Regions from separate parts of the Mus musculus genome. Here region 1 is linked to region 2. The links are chromatin contacts, called in public Hi-C maps. All regions are on one chromosome and are shown on one strand. Each heading gives the region's core, a stretch centred on a gene start, on an enhancer-like site or on the middle of the called end of the contact. The rest is flanking DNA. Distances are from core to core; before and after follow the strand shown.

Region 1 (4,892 bases), core at 585-3,084, 210 kb after region 2:
AAAAAAATCATCACAAATGAAGCGAATGAGTCACTTCTGACAACTGTATCCCCTAAACCCAGTTTCAAAAACAAGCAAACAAAAAACTGGCTTGCACTTTAGACCATCTTGATTTGCAGACACATTTGATAAGGTTTTCCAACAAAGATAATCACTGATTCGCAGGATCGATACAAGATAGAAAACAGAGCGTGTGAAAATAGCTTTGATCTACTAGCAAAAATAGATTTATGCTGATGTTGGTATTAAAAATAAAGACATTCGAATAAATTCTGACCAAACACTGTAGCCTGTATTTCTAACTAAGATCACGAGAGCAACTTAGAGCCCTGGCTGGTAGCTCGAGGGTGTGAGGACAGTATCTAATAGCTACAGTCCCTCAGAGAGAGTGTGTGGTGTGCACAGTAGGCCTACATTAAGAAGCAAAGTAGCCCTCACCTCTATTTTTGGCTTGACTTCTTTAAGGGTAGACTGAAACAATGCATCATAAATCTGACAAATACAAAGGAAGACAGTGCTAGAAGGCTGAGCAAATGATTTATTGGAAGTAATTAAAAATAGGATATGAGGAAAACAGAAGCCTAAGTGGAGTTAACATTTAAAAAACTCAGTTTGTGTAGTTTTCCATCAGGAAGCCCCCAGAGGCACTGGAAGGCTTGGGGATTGCTGAGGCATTCTTGCTACTTAGTAGGTAATTGTATTTATGACCTAGAGTGAACCCCCATCTGTTTAGTACAAGAACCCTCCTGAGACTGTTGAATGGCAAGCTGTTTAGTTAATACCAGGCTCCCCCTAGTGTCTCAAAAAGCACACTGCATTCCATCTCTTTAGTTAGTACCTGACCCCTGGTGTCTGGGATGTGAACTGCCAATGTTTAGTTAGTACCAGGAGCATCCTAGCATCAAGATGTGAACTGCAGGAAGAAGCTGCACTGAGGCTTTTATTACGACAGGGCCTGTGGAGGGAACTACACTACTCCTTTGCCACACTGAAGATACTCATTCCTTAACGATACCTTGCAGATCGGGGTTGTGAGTACTGAGAAGGTGCAGTTTGTGGTTAGCACAAGGTCCTGCTACTGGGAGAACATCTGTGACTTACCATAAACTTGAAATAGGATAATTAGAATGAAAGGGGCTGAAACATGCACATCAAATGGTGCAGCGATTGGCATTGTGTACTGGAGTAAGTCAGGAGTTCAGAAAGATTAAACTTTACTTAATTCTTCTCGAAACAATACCACAGTTCTGTTTTCCTTATGGAAACATCCAAGTTCTAGACACACAAACTCGGAGGAAGAGTGTGTGAGACAGAACGAGAGGAATGTAGCAGCCTCCTCCCTCCAGCAGGGAGTTTTAAGATTCACATAGCAGCATGCACCTCCTGACCATCTACATTCCGAAAGCCCTTCATCCAGACACGGGCAGTGACTTACAGAGCTTGCACATGGTTCTGGAACATATTTTTGTTCATGCTTCTCCCTGATCCAAATAAGATGACTACAGAGGAGACATTTGGGTCAGCTGTAGGTGTGGATCCAAATTAAAGCTTGAAGTCAACAGAAATTATACCACGAGATACTTTAAGAATGTTCAAACAACTGGCTGTACTGATTCTGGGGATACATTCTCGATTTTGTGGGATTTTTTTTTTTTTTTTGTCATTTTCCTTCTCCTTTGGGGCGGCCTCTCGAGCAGGCCTACTTCACAGTCAGTATTGCTGAAATCCCACGTGTCCTCTCGGGTTTGTTTCCCTGCCGAGATCCCTGCTTACATCTCCAGCCTGTGGTCAGATGTGGATAGCGCTTGAAAAGGAAAAAAAACAAAACAGGAACTAAAGAATCGCCGCACCACCCAGCTGCTTAGAAATGGAAATGAGATTCATGCTGCGTTCATCTTGGTGTCTCCACAACATGGAAAAAAAATGAACCAATATTTAATGAGTTGCTTAAAATGACAGTCACTTGTAGACTCCAAAGACTACTGATTCACCTTCAACACTCCACTTGTGAAAACTTCAGCAGTGCAGTTGGTTATCTGGTGTGACACAGGTCAACTCTGGGAGTTGGCTCTTTCCTTCTATCTTTTAGATAGGTCCTGGAGACTGGACCCAGTGCCAGGTTCACACAATAAGTGCCTGTGCCTGCCGAGCCGATCTCACTGGCCTCCCAAATTCGTTCTATAGAAATCTCTTTACCCTATCATTACACGCAATGTTTCATAGAACTGCTACAGACATCCGAGTCAAAGGCTTAACAATCAGACTTTGGTTTTAATGTGCTCTGGGCAGAAGTCAGAGTTGTTTTGATAACACAATTCAGCTACTGTGCACATTCTATTATCATGATTTAAAGTAAGACACTTATAAGAACAACAGTTTCCCTTTGGTAGCTCCTGTCTGAGACAGATGCAGAACTCAGAGTATTACAAATAAGAAGAGAGTCAAGGAAAGAGGTAAACCCTTGCAGCTTTCTCAAGAGGACGACATAGAAGAACAGCAATGTTTGTCTATAAGGCAGATGGTCAAACTGGCTATACAAGGTCAAAAGGGCGGTGCTCGGTAAGAGGTAGAGAGTACCAAAGCCGTGTGGAGGAACAACGCTGGGTTATTTAAAGCCACCAGTGACTTCGCTGAAGTTTAGAAGGTCACACTGCCGTGGGCTGTTACTGTTTATACTAAATGAGAGACATTTCATCCTCAATAGGGGCCAAAAAGAGGGCTTGCAAGCCAGGGGTGGAGCAGGAAGCTGAAAGTAGTTTCTTAAATTTTTAAGGATTCAGCTCTTACTGAGGACAAACGAAACGTCTGCTGCCTCCCTAGGACACCATTGGGACACTGAATTAATGGAGTCTTCTCTGATGAAGGCAACGTCTCTAGGCAAGCTGGGGGCAGTTTTATACACAAGGCAACAGAAGTAAAGGGAGGGAAGTTTGCACTTCTGGTTGCTTGATGCCCACCTTATATAAAGAATATGCATCTCACTAACTTTATACAGATTTCTTAACCAGGAAAATGCAAATGAAAACATTCTTGGTACTTCAGCACCGGCAGAATTGTTCTGTATGAGCAATCGAAGAGCTGTCTGAGGCGAAAAGATATCCCAGCTACCAATTAACCCTGGGTAGCTATGCATGGGTGAGTATCCCTGGGTGTTATTATTTCTTAACGCATCTGGGACAATTTTTTTCCAGTGTGATTTTATAAGGCATAAATTTGAAATTTCCCCCTTACCTCTGGAAAATTAGTGTTAAATGTTTTTTTTTTTGTAACCCACACATTAACATTCAATCTTTCATTTTTATTAAATAGTTTATATATATAAAAAGAAATACCGAGGTGTTCTACATTCATATAAACAATCATGATAACACTTGAAATTTTAAAGAGACTTACTGAAGAAAATATATACTTCAGCGCTTACAATGCTACGCTAAGCACAAGTGATCATTCTAGATGCTATCTTTTAAACATACAGACAGCTGTGCGCTGCTTCCGGAAGCAAATGTGGGCAAAGTTACAGGAAATCTCCTTCTCTTTTACATTTCACCATAAGACGGGATGGTCCAACTTGGAAAAGCCAAGGTCTTTCCTCAGTTCCAGGTAGGTCCCATTGCTTACCCAAGCATCGTCACTGGATTTCCTGTGAGAGATGAGACGAGACAGCTTCTCTTAGAGTCCGCTATGACCTCCTCTCTCCCCCTCCTTCCTTTGCTTGCCCACCATCACTCCAGAGAAATTCATTGTTCTTGTTTGGGTATTTGAGTGGTGTCCAAAGACTGACAAACATTTTTTATTTCTGATATATACTTAAGCCTGGAAGTTGGGAAGGTGGTGCTTCTAAAAGGATGCCCCCTCTGTATGTGTGTGTGTGTGTCCCCATCCACCCTCTCTCTGTATGCTGTACATCAAACAAGACTGGACTGATAGCCACCACACTGGGAACAACTAAATACTACCCAATCAACCAGGCTGATCGAGGTCAGTCTAAGTTAGCATAAAGCCAAATAGAATGAACAAAAAGGAACTGGACCGTAACAGTCATGAGAGAACTTTTGGTTTAGGGCTCTGGGAAAAGATCATCTCCTACATAGATAGAAATTCAAAGGGCACAAAAGGATCCAGAGCCTACCATTTTCTGGTTAGCCCTACCTCCCAGCCTCACGTCTGCTTCCGGGCAGTGATGGTGTCAGCTTTCTTCTGCCGGAGAAGAAGCTACACACACTTGGGCTGCACACACACTGCCTCCTCTCCCTTCACAGGCCTGGGCGGTGCTCTAGCCTTGGGTGGTTGACACCACAGTCTCTACTGGAGCTCACTGACACAGTAACGCGTGTGATGTCTGTCTTCACTGTCCCTCTGTGAGCCAGCACACTAAGGTCAAGGACCCAATTCAGCCTCCAGTGCCTGTGTTTGTGACGCTGGGACCAAGTCCAGGGTCTCATGAATGCTCTCCAAGAATTCTATCAACAAGCCACGCGCCAAGCTCCACATAATCTTTGAAATATTGTTTTATTAGAACACAGCCCTACCCTCTTCTTGAAATATTATCCATGGTTGCTTTCATGTTGAACAACTGGGCTAATTGCTGAGGCCTTGTGGTCTGCCAAGCCAGCAGCATCTGCCATCTGCTTATTATGGGTAAGCTTGTTGACCTCAGCCATTGGGGTTCCCATCCCTTTTTAGACAGTTGAGGGATATTCCATTGTGGGTATGGATGACACTTGCCCCACTGACAGGCAGTTAAGCCGCCATTATCTCCATTAGGAATAAAGCCTATGTCCTTAGTGATATTTTAGTTATTTTTTTCAGAGGCACGGTTTTGATTTTGTTGTCATTATTAACTTGCCTAGGCTGGCCTTGAACTTGCAATCCTCCTGTCTCAGTCTCCGGAG
Region 2 (4,986 bases), core at 944-3,443:
ATAAAACACCCACATACGTGCACATATAACAGTTATTATTAATAATTTGAAAGTAAATATATTTTTAAAAGAATCCCAGTTCAGGTATTTCTCAGGCAGCCAGATTATTTTATTTTAATAAAAATCACCACCATTTCATAAGTAATGAAATTTGATTATGCAGCTCACAAAGAGATGGCCAGTTCTCAATAAAATTTTCTCGTAAAACTGAATGAGAACAAGTCAAGTCGCATGTGACTATGGCTTGATTTACACTGAATCAGAGTAACAGTAATTGCCTGCTAAAATAAGTGGTAGTGACATTCGAGTGTGAACACTGGGTATGCTGACGATAATACCGGCTAACATTTATTGAGAGCAGCCTGCACACCAGGCAATGCTCAACGCATCGTATCTAATTTAATCCTTGCCCCCTGAGATCTTTCCTCTTACAGAGCTCTACCTTCCAAGCAGATGGCATATTGATGACAAATAGTCAGCCCATTCCCCTTCCCGAACTCACTGGCGCTAATTCCCAATTGGACCCACTTTTCCCAGGCTGCACTATTCCTGCTTGGTCTCATCTGTGACTAAACATGCTCCAAAAGTCCTCAACGAGTGACAGCGAGCACACACACACTTTCCCAAGAATCAATGTAACTGACCAGTAAACAAACTCAAGGGATTCCATATGAAATTAAACAGTCTTATGATGAAACACAAATGCAAAATTCCAACAGACGTTAAAGGACAAACCTGAAGGAAATTTCACACCTTGAAATGACACCTTGAGAGCCCACTTTTAGGTAGAAAAGCTTTAAAAGCATTGTGCTGTCACAGAGGATGACACAAAATAGCTGTGAAGGTAAGGCCCAAGTTTCTGGAATAATGTGTGTACTTGCTAAACTTCCTGAAATGCTTTGCCTTCTCCTTTGGTTGAATTGGTAGTTCAAGTTCATGAACCTCACATCGACAGTTCACCCTTAGGTTCTGTCTGTAATCATCAATTTCATCCATTAGTATTTTTGTCAAAATTAGAATTAATCTCTTACTCTAACTTAGAAAGGTAGAATTCAAACTTATGTAGACCTTTTTTTAACTAGGGAAACATAAAGAAAAATTAATTTCATTAAACTTGTCAATCACATATACAATTATTATCTTGCCATATGTGTGGAAACTTTGGGGCTAACCCATGAACTAGATAGCATAAATCTTTGCCTGCAAAGACATTCCAGATTTTACACACGTGCACCCACACACACACATACACACACACACACACACACACACACACACACTATACATGTACATTTTTATAAGATTTTGATATCATTGTACCTAGTTTTAATTAGGTTACATTTATAGTAATGGGATGTTATAAGCATTTTTATTGTATTTTATCTACATCATAAATGTTAAAACCTGAATAATAATTTATTTGGGAGATGTGACATATATTATAAACCTGGAGATTTAGTTTGTTTTAATTTTTCATTCTTATAAGGGTTCTAAGATGAATATTTTTACAGACAGATTTTTATGCCTATCTCTAGTTGCTGCCTTCAGATGAAATACTTTGAAATCAATATATTCCTCTTTTTGGGTCACAGAACATGCATATTCTAAGACTTTGAAGGATTGTTGAATCGCATCCCAGAAGTATTTATACCAGCTAATATTTTCAAATGCATATGATAATGTTTATTTTTCCATAACCCCACAGCACTAGGCACCTATTATTAGATATTTTAAGCCAATTTGTAGGTGCAAATTGATTTCTTGTTTTAATATGCCTTCACGGTCTCCTGTGAGGGGAGATGTTCACTGGTGGCTGGAGTTCATTTCTTGTGTTGTCTTTACATGTCTGTACCTTGGCCATTTTTCTATTGCCGTGCTTATCCTCCCTTCCCCTATTTGAACGGGTTAAAAGATAAACCATAGCTTGACATTTTATCTCCCATGTCTGAGTCAGCGATTTTTCATATCCTGTAATGTGTTACTTTATTTCTTGAGGACTGTATTTTCTCCAGCCACATTTATCAATAATTTCATTTTGTAATTTCTATTCTGGGTTGGAGCTTTGAAAGTCCTCTACCATTTATTCCTGATGTTTGACTCTAACTCTGAAGGCACACGTCACAAAAATGTGCCAGACACATTCTGAGTGTCTCGAGGTCTGAGAGAAGCAATGCGTCCCTCCAGTTTTCAGAAGGGTTTGAGGCAGTTGGGGTGTTATGTAGGAACAGAGCAGGGCAGACATAGACAGAGAAGCAGGGACTGAGGGTAGACAGCAATTTGATTTGTAGATACTACCAGATTTTCTTCCCAGACAGGAACAGGTTACAGGCCAGTTATCGCAGGTAGAGCCCAAGAATTTTTCCTTCTAACAAGTTTCAAGGTAAGGTTCAAGGCTACTCCAGTTCATTTTCACAGTAGATGACGATGCCAGAGGTCTTTAACCTGACAGTCAACTTAAGGTCATCTTGTTCTGACTTAATGGCTTTTTTCTAATTTGATGCAAGGTTTTGCTGTGGTGGTTGTTTTTATGTTGGTTTCTCTGTGTAGCCCTGGCTGTCCTCGAACTTGATCTGAAGACCAGGCTAGCCTGGAATTCAGTGGTCTATCTGTCTCTGCCTCTTGAGTACTAAGATTAAAACTGTACTCTGCCACTACAGTTTTGAAAGCCTAAACGACCTGCACAGATATTCTCCAGTAGACCTGTCCTTTCTTCACAGTGAGCACTTGGCTCACCAAGGCAAGGACTTCATTGTTGAAGCACTAAGCATCCGGGTCTCTACAGAACCCGAGCTGCTCCTGAAGCCAGGGACCAGCTGTGGGCCTGGCTGAGTGCCGAGAGAGGACCCAGTCTTTCCAGCGTTGTTACTCGTTCTCCTGATAACCTCTAGTTATACACAGATGCAAGCCCCGCCCTGAGCCAGGAAGCAGTTCTTTTATTAAGTATCAAACTAAATCTCACTTCTGAGGTCCATATTTGTTTTATAAACAAAGAAGGAGGGCAACTGAGACCTTCTAAGCCCCTCATCTTTGTCTAAGTGTAAACTGCTCCAAAGACACACTGCCCCGTGTGCCCAAAGACCACTTTCTCTCCCCAGGACATGTTGAAACCCCTTGTTCTACTCCACATAAGTCTCTCTATAATCATCGGTGCTTTCCTCTGTCAGAGCCATCCAGATCTCTTCTCCATTCTCTACACTCAGACATCAAACGTAGGAGACCATGCTATTTTGGGCTTTTGATCATCATGGCCACTGCCTCAATCCCAGCACCCCTGGCTTGTGTCCTGGAAATGCAGCATGCTGTGGAGAGAAATGCACATTTGCTTTGTATCAGACTGTGCATGGATTCCATTTGTGGCTTAGCCAACCAGCCTTGGAAACAATAACTTGATATTTCCAAGCCTAAATTCTCTATAAAGCAGGAGTCCTTCCTGTCTCATACTCAGGCAACAGAAGTCTTCCACATCCTGTCTCCACAAATATCAGTTGTTCCCCTACTCTTTCATTTTGACTAACATGTCCGAACAGGTTTGTTTTTGTTGTTGTTGTTGTTGTTGTTGTTGTTGGGTTGTTTGTTTTTGTTTTGTTTAGACAAATATCTCTAACTGGTTGTTGTTTTGTTCTGACAAATGTCTCTTAACAAGTTGCCTAGTCTCTAGACAAATATCTACAAGACTACCAGAGTAGCCTTTCTACATCAGAAATCTGTTTGCTTTTTTAATTACACTTCTCCACTGGTCCCAGGACAGAGTCATTTGACAAGACTGCCTTTATCCCTGCTCCATCTTCTAGATGCTTCACGCAGACTGCACCACACTGTATCCTGACTTCCTGAGTTCGTGGATCTATCTCAGACCTTCTTCCCATTTCCCCAACCTTGTCTAACAAACATCACCTTTTTCCTCACTCTTACATAAGCATTGTGACACTAAGCCGTGTCCTCTGAGTGATTTACATAATTGAACTTGCCTCCTTTTCTGTTGCAAATGCGTGCAGCGACTTGCCTGCTTTTATATCTGTTTTTATAGGTAGAAAACCCTAAGGCTTGAGGGTATAAAGGAAATTGTTCACCCAGTAAATCCACAGGATAGCCAAGATTCACCAGGCTGTCTGACCTTAAGTCCATGTTTTAAACATTATGCAACACTTCGTTATCATTAAACATCCTGGCAGCTTCCTCACTCATAAATGAGATAATTATGTATTTCTCAAGATCTACTAAGTGTCTACCTCAGTACTTGGAGCACAGTCAATTCTAAAAATAAGATTCGAGTGGTTTGTTAGGGGTTGAAAATTCTTGCCTGGGGCTGGGATAACAGGGGTGAACCTGTTACTTCCATGATCTGCTCTGACAGCTGCTGAACTGTCTTTGAGCAATGCCTGTTTGAATCCAACACGCTAGCTTCATTGACTCCACATCTAGACTATAAACTCCTCGAGGTCAAAATCATATCTGACTTAGTTACTCTAGTTCCCAGCATACTATCTGACACATGTATTAGTTACTTAAAAAGAAATATTAGTTGAACTGGTGAGTTTAGTAAGCACCCACCTGGTATAGCTGTCTATACGGAGAAAAGAACAGAAATAAAGACGTTTATCAACAAGTAGCCTACACGCCAGTTAGAATTAAAGAATCATATATTTTGTAAGCAACGTATCATCAAATTAGTTACGTAACAGCTCACAAGACCTTATGACTTTGCCCATCCGGAGAATCCCGCGGAAGATGGAACGTGAGAAAGTTTTCATAATCTTGCTAATATTCTCTTAGCATACTAAGATGTGATTAGGATGTGAAAAGAGAATAGAAAACACCAGACCCATAATGCTATGCAAATGATATTGATCTAATCAGTCATGTTTGCTGTCATAAAGGAGCCCATGATCATAAACTACCCCCATGCTGTGTGAGCAGCCCTGCAAGGTGCATCATCACCGTTAAACACCCATCTGTGTGCGGTACGCCGGTAGGTGCCGTGCACAG

The links. Hi-C and Micro-C count contacts between places; a contact is called where the count stands out from the background.
Region 1: a Hi-C map of the G1E-ER4 cell line shows a contact between it and region 2, with 4 times the contacts expected there. The contact joins two enhancer-like sites. A contact is called at or near these places in 12 of 39 promoter capture datasets (the C10 cell line, the HPC-7 cell line, cranial neural crest and 8 more), 20 of 484 Hi-C or Micro-C datasets (B cells, CD4 T cells, CD8 T cells and 15 more), 7 of 115 datasets of contacts at active chromatin or transcription factors (bone marrow-derived macrophages, differentiating embryonic stem cells, embryonic hindbrain and 4 more) and 1 of 9 other capture datasets (pancreatic islet).

What each region holds. Positions count from the first base shown.
Region 1 is chr6:50,293,522-50,298,413 of GRCm38.p6, forward strand. Osbpl3 (oxysterol binding protein-like 3) reads right to left here. Exons shown (of 24, transcript NM_001347213.1): 24 at 1-3,640. The coding sequence ends at 3,544. Among named protein-coding and RNA genes, the nearest start is that of Gsdme, 34 kb to the left of the region's middle. Within about 2 kb of position 1,835, at least 13 of the 459 cell types and tissues checked have an H3K27ac peak or open chromatin away from gene starts, as enhancers often do. A contact at or near this core is called in the G1E-ER4 cell line, where this site is marked.
Region 2 is chr6:50,087,603-50,092,588 of GRCm38.p6, forward strand. No RefSeq gene overlaps it. Among named protein-coding and RNA genes, the nearest start is that of Gm38805, 20 kb to the right of the region's middle. Within about 2 kb of position 2,194, at least 1 of the 459 cell types and tissues checked has an H3K27ac peak or open chromatin away from gene starts, as enhancers often do. A contact at or near this core is called in the G1E-ER4 cell line, where this site is marked.